Regions from separate parts of the Gossypium hirsutum genome. Here all the other regions are linked to region 1. Evidence: chromatin contacts called from public Hi-C data. All regions are on one chromosome and are shown on one strand. Each heading gives the region's core, a stretch centred on a gene start, on an enhancer-like site or on the middle of the called end of the contact. The rest is flanking DNA. Distances are from core to core; before and after follow the strand shown.

Region 1 (4,240 bases), core at 839-3,338:
TTGAATCCATCATTTAAAGTTTGTACAGAAAAGATACTATTACCTCGATGTATATTCATATTTGATTATAACAACCAAATTAATCTACGAAAGCAAATTAAAATTGAATTATAAAAGTATAAACCAAAAATTACTATTTGTTAACGACTTTAGCTTTCCCCTTGTCCCGAGACGGTATTGCATCGTCTTTAGCTATAAAAAGTAAACTTGAATAGAGAAACACATTAATCACACAGTTCAAACATAATTCAGTACTATATAGGTATGATTGCATTTTATTCACTGTATTCCCTATAAGCACTAATATCCAAATTACTCGTAACTTTCAATTTTCCTTATCGAATTGAAAATCGATTTCACATTTCTTTACTAGAAACCCCTAGTTTTCAATTCATGCTAATTTCTTTGACAGTTTTCAATTTATTTAATTTAATCCCTAACATCATAAAATTAATTATATAAATTTAAGCTTGACTCAAATTTAATTTAACTCTTTTTACTATCATTTCAACCTATTTCATCGTAATCTCATTTCATATTATCTCAAACTTTCTATTATTATTTCACTTAAATAAACTAATCAAATTCTAATTTCATAGCTTGGATTGTAATTATTTACCAACATTTACTGATTATTTACGAAAAGTTTACAAGAAAAATTCAATTACCTTGCTAATTAGGCTCACGGCAAATAAAAGAAGAAAATGGCTAAGTTTTCTGTTTTCTTTCTTTTTTGTTTCGGTTTGGGAAAGATGAGAAGATGATATTTTTCATCATCTCTCTCCCACTAAGGAATATATATATATTTATAATTATTTCTAAAGACTTGATTAATATTTAAATAAGGCCTTGTGGAATTTTATAATTATTATGCAATTTAACCCTTGTACCATTTTTATTAACTTAATTAATTTAATTACTAGCTAATTTTATTTCTTATTTCTGTATTTAACTTAAGGCTTTCTCATTTTAACTTCTCAAACATCTCAACTTAATTTTCAGTACACATCACAAGAATTGGGTCGTTACATGAAATTATTTATTTAAACTTAAAATAAAAATATTAAGGGATAAAAATAGGTTTAGAAGATGAGTTTCATTTAGAAAATTAAGTTAACATTTTTTTAACTTAGAATTTAAAATCGATCTAATCCATTCATTTTTTTTGAAATATATATCTTTTTATATATTTATATATTACACAATTTATACAAAAAAAATATATGTTTACACATAAAAGCAACATAACAATTAGAAAATAATCAACATATAAAAATAAAACACAAATTGAAGAAAGAAAATAAATCTCGAACCAAACAAACCTTAAAATAATAAAAAGATATTGCAAGTTACAGATGGGGCCCGAAATGCGTGGTAAGGGATTTCCACTTGATGGAAAGAAGAGATTATTATTATTATTATTTTCGTAAAACAAAATATTTTTATATATGTTTTATTATAAATAATATTAATTTTTTGAGTTTTGTAGTTATTCTTTTTAATAATGTCATTTTTAAAGTTTTAATTTGAATTCTGTTTTTTTAGAGTAGAATACGAACAACACTTGTTGGACGAAGAGATTATTACTTATTCACAAATCAAACAAATAAATAATAAGATAAATTATATCCAATGTCACTCAACTATTACAAAATTTACACTTTGGTCACTAAGTTTTAAAAAGATATGAATTTATCATTGAATTATTTGAAAATTACATGTTGGTTACTAGGTTGTTCAGTGACCAACTTGTAGTTTTTTTGAAATTGAGTGTTTAAAGTATAATCTTGTAAATAGTTGAATGACCTTGAGTATAGTTTACTCTATGATGAATAGTGAGTTAACAACCACATCAACATCCATTAGCAACTTAACAATTTAGTGATCAACTTATAACTTTCGAATAATTTAAAGATCAATTTATAACTTTTTAAAATTGAATATCAAAATATAAACTTTCTAATAGTTGAGTGAATTTGGTGTAATTTATCTTAAATAATAAAATGAAAAAAGAAAAAAAAAACAAGAATGCATGAAACACGTTGACTCAACAACTGGCCCTTCACTTTACGTCTATTCCTTCCAAGCAGCCTTCACAATTCATGTGGCTCTCCTTTCTCCACACCATACGTCTCCTTTGCTCTCTTTACATCTCCCACTTTTCACTTTTCTTCTTTTTCTTCCTTCACATATAATAAAAACTAATTTTTGCATTATATTATCACAATATTTTTCTTTTCCAATAAGGTTCATTGAATATCAATGCTTATATTATTGACAGTATTTTAAAAAGATTATTGAATATCAATAAGTTTTTTTAACGTGTATGGTATTATTAAATTATTTAAAAATGAAACAGGTCCATGTCTATTGTGAATTTTGAAAGAGTCAAAATTTCCAAAGTCAAGAAACAAAATGTGAAAGGCTTTTGTATGAAACGGAAGTGAGAAGTGGGTTGTGGCTATTATTCAGCAAAAGTCAATGATCAAATTTGGATGCATTTGGGTTCTTTTATCTTTTATGTTTGATGCCTCCATTTATGGGTACGTGTTGATCATCATGTCAATTAATTCTCAACCACTTTTTGGATGCTAAATTTTTTACTTGGATTCCAAACAAAATGAATAATAATTACTCAGACAAAAACTGTTTGACATTATTCTCTTTTGGGGGAATTTTTCAACCAAAGAATCCATGTCATTGAACAAATCCTCCAAATTTGCACACCTTAATGCCAATAACTAAGGCCGCCCGGATTCTAGTTGTGATTGATAAAGGATCTAGAAGGTTGTTAAGAAGTCTTTTGTATTCAAATTCATCCATTTATCTAACAAACATATACAAATTAAACTCTTGTCTAACTTGTGTACAGTTAGTTTAGAGAGTTTGGTCAACTAGAGACAGCTTAATGTTGTAAACAATGGGGGTTTCCAAGGATGAGTCCAAAAAAATCAGAATTTTTCTTTTTAGAGTTAGTCAAAATGCGAGCATTTACTACAACAGCAAGTTCAGACAATAGCCACGTGCTTACCGCTAAATTCGAAGTTTGCTTGTAGTCTTAAAGACAACAATATGTTCTATGCTAGTTTCTTAGAACATGTCTTGAGGTTGTAATCACTACACCAAAACAGGCTTTTAGCGGCGTTTTTTGTATAAACGCCGGTAAAAACCAAGATCTTTAGCGGCGCTTTTCTCACAAACGCCGCTATAGGTCATGGTCTATAGTGGCGCTTTTCGCACAAACGCCACTAAAGAATAAACCTTTAGCGGCGCTTCTCAAAAAACGCCGCTAAAAACTTAACCTTTAAAAAAATTTATTTTAATCAAATAATATTTATTTTTATGATAAATATTTTATTTTATTTTATTTTTTAAATTTGAACTTTAAATATACTTTTTAAGGATAAATAAAAAATATTATTTAAATTAAATTTTCTATGAAGATTTTAACTTTAAAACTAAATATAAAAATTAATGAATTTAGTTTTAGAATTTAAAATAATAAACTAATAACACAATTAAAATCCAAAAGTTAGAACTCAAGTTGTCGTAAATATTAAAGTAAAAATAAAAATTAGAACTCAAGTTGTCATAAATATTAAAGTAAAAATAAAAATTTAGAATCAAAACTAAAATAAATAATACATATGAAAAACATGCCTATGACTATACACATTACAAAGTAATAAAAAATACAATGCATTAAATTGTTGAACCTGCCCAGGTACTATCTGACAGCAGAATAACACATTAAATTGTTGGATTAAACATGTAGATTACATACTAATGTAGACCAAAATATTTTCCTTTTCCTTCTACCCTTAAATCTAGAGATAGCAAAAACCAGGGACCTAACACTAGCAAGTTCAAATATATCGCTAAAAGAAACACAGCTTTAGCTCCATCCAAATGTACTTTCGATTCTTAAATTCTGCTTCAATATATTGGATGAATTTCCCCGCTGCATGATGTTAGGTGATCAAACGTAGTACTTTAAAACTGCAAAAGTAAGAAGCAAGCACCCTCACTTGATAATCTGAAGGGTTGTCTTCCTCACCACTTGGTCCTCTAAAAGGGAGCAGCTTAGCTTTAGGTTTCTCTAAAGAGAAAACAACAGGAATTCCACCCTCAATCCCATGATCTTTCCTTAAACGGTGTCTCACCTAGAAGCAAAAATTTGACAAAGAGTAAAGTGAATGATAGCAGGAAATAAACCCCTAAACAATGTCTTCTTAATGCA
Region 2 (4,240 bases), core at 753-3,252, 420 kb before region 1:
AAATTCTTCTATTAAATTTACTTATGTGACATTTTGAAATAAAAGAAAATTCACTTAATAACCATGTAACAAAAAAATGATGTTGTAATGAACATAACTGATGGTGTTGACAATTAGACTTAAAATTTAAATGAACACAAAGTATAGGGACTTAAAACACAAATTTAATATTTCTACTTAAAAAACGAAAATCTATTAATTCAAGTAGGGTTGGTTTACGAATTACGGAAGAAAAAGGACAAAAGGCGGGGGAGAAATTCAAAGAAAAGGACCTATCAATTAGCATTTATATTAAATAGTCATTATGAGACTTTAACTTAAAATTTGAATTTTTGGATATATTATAATATTGATTCAGATAATATTTACTACTAAATAACATGAATTTGAAGTTTTAATTTTGAGTTAATATATTAATTTGGTGAATTTTCAAAGGTTGTGATGAAATGGTAAGCAAATAGGTCCCCGCCACCTCACCACACCACCTTCATCCTTATCCACTTTTCTTACCTCAATAATGCAATCCACTCACATCATGTTAAAAACCCAAAATTAATTAATAAATTGATGTTCAAATCACATACTAACGCAACATCATTCGTACAATACCCCTTCCCTTTATTTAATAATAATTTAATATAGCAGCAGCTGCCGCCGCTCACGGCCGGAATCTTGAATGACATAAGGTCATCGACCACCCTGCGCTGCCGCTTACTCTTTTAAACATCTTACTTACTACTACTACTACTTAATTGACCCATTGAAAAACTTTTAAAAAGAACGATATATATATTTACATGCAAATCCTGCTCCTTCAGTAGCAGCAACCTTCTGCTAGTGGTTTTGCTACCCTCCGCCGCCGTCAGCCATCGCCCAATCAGCGGTGATGCTTGCTCCGGGTCTCCCCGCTGTAAAGCCTGCATCCCATCCCATCCGAACCAAACTTTCTTCTTAAATTTTAGTTAACACCCAGAAATTAGATCCATGCAAATTACCCTAATTAATCTTTGGTTATTTATCATCTTATAGTAAATAAACAAGAATAATTAAAAATAAAAGCTTATAAATGGATTAGTGTAATAATTACAGCATACTGTTATTTCCACGCAGCTACCAAACAAAGAGCCAAGTTTTCCTGCATGATCTGTCTCTGAGCCTCCGTTTGGTTGCTGAGAAAACGTTAGAAAAAAAAACACACACAAACAGGAAAGTTTTTGAGGCTTCCTTTTTGAAAAACTCATCATTTTAGTACTATATATTAAAAAGAATCCAAATTCCAAAAAACCTGGTTAATATTTATATATGACTCTTCTATGATTAATTTTCTCAGCAACCAAACAGATGGGGATCACAAACATCCAAAAAGCAAAATCAAAGTCCCACTTATATATATCCAATTATCCAAGCAAGCATGCATGCAAATAACTGAACAAGAAAAAAAATCTGTACGAACCAGTCATAAACAGTAGGAGAGTTAGGTTGAGGCTTGTCGAAAACTTCAGCGCCAATACCTTTGGTTGCAAGGTTGCTACCTGGATTGAACACGCTCCTCCACACGTTGTCCCTACGAGCCGACACCGGCGTCGACGGTGTCCCAGGTGTCGTCGGACTCGTCGGCATCGCCATTGATGAAGCCTCATCTAATGAAAAGATTCAATTTCAGAGTGACAAACTTAAATGTCCACAATACAAATGATGAAATGCAAAAGCTAACTGTTTTTACCTTTGGTGGACAAGGGTGGGGTGGTTGTGATCTTCCTCAGCCGGCCAAGGCCACGTTCCGGTTGAGGTCCGGCCACTACATCATCCCAAAGTTTCTCTAGCAGAACCATTTTTCTTTTCTTTCAATTATATCTCTTCTCTGTTTGTGTTTTTAGTGCTTTTGGGTGGCTTTTATTTGGTGGCATATATAGAGGAAGATTCAGCCCAAAATATCTTTCCTGCCTATTAATATGGATATTGATTTTTGCTATTTCCAATCATTTGCTATCCGGACAACATTCATTTATTACTTTAATTTTAAGATATAAATTATTATTTTACAAATTGTAAGTAAAAAATTACAAAGGAGTATTACGATTGTTTTTAAATATATTTTTTGATTTTTTAAAAATTAAATAAGAATATTTTGATTAGATGCAATTGTATATAAAAATTTAATTTTGATTTAATTATATAAAAAAAGCCCTAGCTATTAGTTTACTTATTATATACAATTATATTTATTTATTATGAAGATGATTTTTTTTCTAAATGTGTTAGTGTATTTTCATATTGCTTGCTACTTTTAATTAAAAATTAGTTTAAAATAAACTAATTAAAAAATAGGATATAATTTTTAGTTTAATGGGTACAATTAATTAAGCTTTAATTCTTAATTCGTTTAATTATACCAAAAGAGAGTTATTATACAAAAATTGAAAATGTACTATTTAAATAAAAATCTTTAAATATTAATGAATATTGGCAATAGAAGATTGAAGAGTGGAGATATGGAAACGGATGGATAAGAATGAGTAAAGGGAAAGGGGACCGCAAAATAGTATTCTCATTAAAAATCAGAAGAGAAGAGGAGAGAGTGGGTTAGGGTTTCAGTCACAAGTGTGACCCTCCCATACAAGTTTTGTCCTATTCTTCTTGACAGCATCATCTTGTCTGACAAGATGACACGTGGATCTCAATCCCCTTCATCATTATGTAATTAATTACTTAAATTCTTACGGAATTTATAATATTTTATTTAATTGGCTGATATATATTTTAAAGAAAACTGTCAAAATATATTAAAGAGAATCTCAGGCCACCCAAAAGCAAGAGAGCAAGAATACCCTCCATTTTAGATTATCCCAACCCTTTGCATGCTTGGAAAAGAATCGTTTTAAATTTTCGATTGTCTAGTGAATCGCTCTAAATCTGGAACATTCTGGTAATTACTAGTTTCAGTTTCAAGATTATCTCAATTGGGTCTATGCGTGGATTGTCTATCCATTTACACCATCTCCTGTTCTGCCACCTAAACTTCCCCGACCCACCACACATTTCATTTCCGACTTAACCCTTCTCTGGCCAACAGGTGAGCCATTCTATTACCTCCTCTCTTTATGTGTTGAAATTTAACTCGTTCAAACATTAATGTAGCACTTCCATATTTGACCCGATTGTCGGGTCACGACACTATTATAGCAAAATAGATTTTTAGCGGCTTTTTTGGACCTATAGCGGCACTTTAAAACAATTTGCAAAGTTTCGATAAGCACCGCAAAAAACGCCGCTAAAATTTGCGGTGTTTATGTGAAAAAACGCCGCTATAGAATATGACCTTTAGCGGCGTTTTCCCCACAAACGCCGCTAAAGAACATGACCTTTAGCGGCGCTTTCCCCACAAACGCCACTAACTTTAGCAGATTTTTAACAACCCATTTTCATTCATATAGAACCTGAATTGTCAACATAATTTCCTGTAACATCAAATTCAACCAAAAACTGCAAATCTAAATGATACTTCAAATCCAACGAAAGAAATATGTATATGATCTAAATTAATAAATGAAATAACAAAATATATTATATTCAAAAGTTATATTGTTAAAATATTCTCACAATAAGAAAAAAAAAGGTCTAAGATGGCAGATTCTGCGATTGCTGAAACATCATTATATTCTGAAGCTGTAGCTGGAGTTCGTCATATTTTCTGCTTGCCTCTGCTTCCTTCGCTGCTGCCTCCGCTTTAAGTTGTAGTTAGAATTCTACAAAACAAAAGACAAATAGAGGTAAGCTTACTTGAAGCTTAGTAAGTTCATAAAATAACGATAGAGCTTACCATAATTTAACTTAATGACACAATTGAATAACAAATAAGATAATTCCTTGTCGTTCACAATCTACCACAAGTAAGAGCTACAAGTTTCATTAAATCAATTTTCTCAAATATCATTAGCTCGTCACTTCAGAAATGCAGTGTATCACTCATCCGAGCTAGTTCCAGAACATTGACCGTTTCGCAATGTTGCTCATACAAGTTGACGAGGATCTGCAACATATGTAAGACCTCAATAATTGCTGCAGTACATTCATCAGAACAGAACATTCAGTCGTTTCACTAGTTCTCGATGCTGCTCACACAAGCTATCAAAAATCCGTAACTTATGCAGGATTCTCAACCATCGGAATGATCCATATAATCAGAACAGAATATTTAATCATTTCATCACTTCACATCCCGGCTCAAGGCTGAATCACC
Region 3 (4,240 bases), core at 1,224-3,723, 330 kb after region 1:
TTATTTAACTCTTTATATACATTATTTTATTCCATTATGTACTAGTATTTTAAATTTTTTATATTATTTTCATATATTATTATTTAATTTCATAATGTATAATTTTATATTTTTACGTTTAATCCAATATTTTTAATGGTTTTATTTTATAATACATTTTAAAAAAATGCATTTATATATACTTCTATGCTTTAAAGTTTTATTTATACATTCATATAACTTATTTCTTTAAAAAAAATCCTATTTTAATATATTTAGCTTATTTTAACTTTTACATATAGTATTATTTATATTAAGTTTTCACTCCGTATGTATTAGTTTTTAAAATTAATATATGTATATTATGTTATGTACTTTGATTTTTCTCCTTATAATATTTACTTAAAAATGCTTTTAGATACCATTATTTTATGTAGTATTCATTTTTAACTATATTTTCAATTTATTTCAAACTTACATATATGTATATATTATTTGTTTTAAGGTATAATTTATTGATTATGATTTCTCCTCTTGCTATTAATTTTTCTTTTAGTGTATCTTTTAAATTTGATTATTAATTCATTAAATTTTTGAATGTTGATATTGATATTGGCATAATGTATGACTGAGATTATTGTTGCTATGCTTGTTTGTATTTATTTATTGATTATTTGTTACTCACTAGTGTATGTTATTTACAAATTATCCTTTACATTGTACATTATCATTCACTCGCATTTTATTTCGTTTAAAAGGTTGCATTTGGTTTAAATATTGAAATCATTTTATCCATAAATTTTTAAATACTCGGTATCCAAATTCTCAAGAGGATTGTGCCCTAACTTGCTAGGCTTCAATTCTCCTTGTTGAATTTAAGTAACCGAATATCCCTTTTTCAATTTAAATGTAAATATTCCAAAATTAAAGCTTATCTCGAGGATTCAAAACGTGGTGTCCTAACTCATTGGATATGACATTTTACTATCTTGAGACGAGGTTTTTTAATAAAGGCAAATTCTTGTTGTCATAGGAACTTCAAAGAATCGTACCCTAACTTACGGGGTTTCGATTTTTTCATTGAAGCAAGATGACCAAATTTTTAATTTTCAAAATAAAAAATTTCAATAAAGATTTTTAAAAGGGGAATCGCTTAAATTTTTTTTTTGATATTTGAACTTAAGACATTAAATAATCAATTAGGTAGCAATTTTGGGCGTTATGGGGGTGCTAATCATTTCTCGTACGTAACTGACTCCCGAAGCCGTTTTTTTTCAAAAACTCGTAGACCAAAATTATTTTTTTAAGGTGATCTAATTACACCTCAATAAAGGATCGGTGGCGACTCCAATTTACATTTTTTAGTCAACTCTATCTTTTTTTCAAAAATGGTTTCAACAATGATAATTGCTTTATATATATTTAGGTCAACAGATATATAAATTAACAAGTTCCACAAAAAAAAAAGATAATTATTTTATACATCTTTAATGAAATTTAAAAAATCTCATCAAATAATTATTTTAAAAATGATAGATAAATAAATAAATAAATAAATGAGATGTGGGTAATATTTTAACTCACTCGTGAATTTTATTTTATTTTAAAAGTAACCTCATCTAGTAATAATACAAAATTATATTACAATTCATAAATTTATTTATCAAAATATGCATTTTTTTACTTGAAAATGATATTATATATATATAATGATTACTTCTATTAAAACTCTTAACCTTTAAATTGGAGAAAAATTATGTTTAAGCATGTCTACATTTACGTGTTTGAATTCACGTTCTTCTTATTGCAATAACAACAATACCGATCAAATTAAAACTCGATCGGTTACTTTAAAAAATAGTTCAACCTCTTTTATTATTATTATTTGTTTAGAATGCACACACCTGAACATACATTTTAAAATATGATTTTCTAAACAACTTTTTAGACATACTTTCAGAAAAGGAAGTTATAGCCTGTATAATTTTGGCGATTATTGCTTGAAGCACTTCTTTGTTTATTAATTATTATGTATTTTATACATATATATATTAATTCTAGGTTTTCTAGTATATTTCGTTGATAAGTTATTTATGAATCTTAGTAAAAGAAAGTAATAGTATACGTGAATAAATATCATAAACAAAATTTCTTTTGATAAATTATATTAATCGTATTAGTTTACTGAATTTTCAAGCCAGGATTGGAATTTGGGCGGTGGGATTGTGCTACCCTTTGTTTTCTTGTGTGTGTTTTATTTTTAAATTATTTAAAAACCCTATAAGTAAGGTTGAAGGGATGATATATATTTTAATTTTTTATATATTATCGTAAACTTATACATCACCCTTTTAACTTTGTGAAATCTAAATACTATGGAATATTTCTTCTCTTTTATATGATTTTAATATTGGGAATGCACATGGCTTATGTCACCCTTTATTATTTGGTAGAAAGCATGGTGAGCCTTAGGCATTTTGGTTGGGAAACTGGATCTCCGGATATCCAAAAAGTAAGAGATGAAGGGTGGGTGGGTAAGGCCCAGTTGTCGCTATTCTTGTTCGCCACTTGGCTATTATGAATATCCCTTGTTTAATTTCCTTTTAAATTACTGCCTATAGGCTATACCCAGCTACTAGTCTAAATTTCAATTAGGATTGGTACCTTCGTTCGGTCAAACAAAGGCAGTAATTTCTGGAGATCCAAAGATCACTTTAGGGAAACGTTTTTAAATTTAATAGATACTTAATATCATGGGCATAAGGGCTATTAGATGGGGTTGCAGTTATAGTGGTCCTTCTCTTGGTTGGATTGGAAGTCTCTTGTGTGCATGCATATATTTCTAGAATGTTTATGTTGAGAAAAATATTCATACGCCCTTTGTGATTATGGTTCCACTTTTGTGCCTCTCGAGAAGTAAAGTTGGGCCATTGATATAAAGGATTATATGATGGGAAGCCACCAGAGTTGAATATTTTAATTTGCTTTCAATGATTATGAAAGAAGGTAAGTTTACTTATCAAGCATTACAGCCTTTTTCCATTTGTTTTTAGTTTCTTTTTCAATGTTAGGTACTTGGATTATTTAGCGGATTAGCTTTCTAAATCAAACATATGGCTGCTCAGCAAATCATTTATGTGGGAACAGTTTATATAATCTCTTGTATTTACATTTTCTTTTTCGTCCTTCTAGGCCAAAATTATGAGGGTATACAGCAGGTTATCATGGATTTCATATAATATATAGTATATAAATATATATTTTATATATATTATTTGCTGGTCCTGCTCATAGACTGTGCTCTTCTATTTTCTGGTCTCAGAAGCGGTGGCCAAGTACTTTGATTCTCCTAATTACACCTCCTCCAATTGATGAAGTTCAACGCATTAGGTATTGTTCAACATTTTCTATTTACTTTGGCCTTTTACATTCCATTGCGCCTTATGATCTCTATTATACATGCTTAAACTGGTGTTAAACCCTAGACATCCTTACGTTGAGAATCCATTGGGTTTGCCGGAGAGGACAAATGAAGCTGCGGGGGCTTTTGCCAAGGCATGTGTTGAAACTGCTGGAGAATGTGGAATTTCAGTGGTAGATCTCTGGACCAGGATGCAGCACTATCCTGATTGGCGCAATGCTTTTCTTAGGTATCTCACACTTTTCGGGTTTTAATAATTTAGAATTCTACTTTTCATGCATATATATATATATATGAATTTTGTTGAAATAACACAATCACATATCTAAAAAATATAAGATTGTGGAGAGTTTATTATTTTAAATAGGGGTTGCTTCTTGATGTCCACGAAACCAACTAAAAATACGACTAAGGCAAATGCACCTATCGATAAATAGTATAGTTATGGTGAGCAAAGATATTGTTCCCACGAGGACTAAAAGTACTAGTAATTAACCGTCTTTCTATTATTTAATCGACAAATTGAAGTGATTGAGTTAAACTAAAATTAACTAAATTAATTAAATAAGAACTCAATAAAGAACAAATCATCGAAATAACCGAATAATAACCAAGATGTGAAACAATACTCAGGAAATAATCCACCTAGACCGCGTTAGTCATTATCAATTTGAATTAAACAATTTATTCACTTAATATCTTGATCTGTAGAAATCCCTAAATTATGCTAATATCTCTCTTCAAGACTAAAAGCAACTGACTCTAGGTTGATTAATTGAAATTTCTTTCTAATTAAAACCCCTATTATCGCATTAACTCGATCTATGAATTCCCCCATTA

What was found. Hi-C and Micro-C count contacts between places; a contact is called where the count stands out from the background.
Region 2: a contact with region 1 is called in a Hi-C map of hypocotyl, with 4 times the contacts expected there. The contact joins the promoter of LOC107901799 here to the enhancer-like site in region 1. A contact is called at or near these places in 2 of 34 Hi-C or Micro-C datasets (hypocotyl and leaf).
Region 3: a contact with region 1 is called in a Hi-C map of hypocotyl, with 2.2 times the contacts expected there. The contact joins two enhancer-like sites. A contact is called at or near these places in 2 of 34 Hi-C or Micro-C datasets (hypocotyl and leaf).

Annotation. Positions count from the first base shown.
Region 1 is chrD06:46,769,408-46,773,647 of Gossypium_hirsutum_v2.1, forward strand. It overlaps LOC107901792 (a long non-coding RNA gene), which reads right to left. Exons shown (of 4, transcript XR_001685431.2): 4 at 3,649-4,163. Among protein-coding and RNA genes, the nearest start is that of LOC107901792, 5.5 kb to the right of the region's middle. Within about 2 kb of position 2,089, at least 7 of the 9 cell types and tissues checked have an H3K27ac peak or open chromatin away from gene starts, as enhancers often do. A contact at or near this core is called in hypocotyl and leaf, where this site is marked.
Region 2 is chrD06:46,346,540-46,350,779 of Gossypium_hirsutum_v2.1, forward strand. It overlaps LOC107901799 (auxin-repressed 12.5 kDa protein), which reads right to left and starts at 2,003. Exons shown (of 3, transcript XM_016827947.2): 1 at 1,724-2,003; 2 at 1,454-1,640; 3 at 539-917. The coding sequence starts at 1,832. The coding sequence ends at 878.
Region 3 is chrD06:47,095,033-47,099,272 of Gossypium_hirsutum_v2.1, forward strand. It overlaps the pseudogene LOC107900206. Among protein-coding and RNA genes, the nearest start is that of LOC121218802, 7.0 kb to the right of the region's middle. Within about 2 kb of position 2,474, at least 5 of the 9 cell types and tissues checked have an H3K27ac peak or open chromatin away from gene starts, as enhancers often do. A contact at or near this core is called in hypocotyl and leaf, where this site is marked.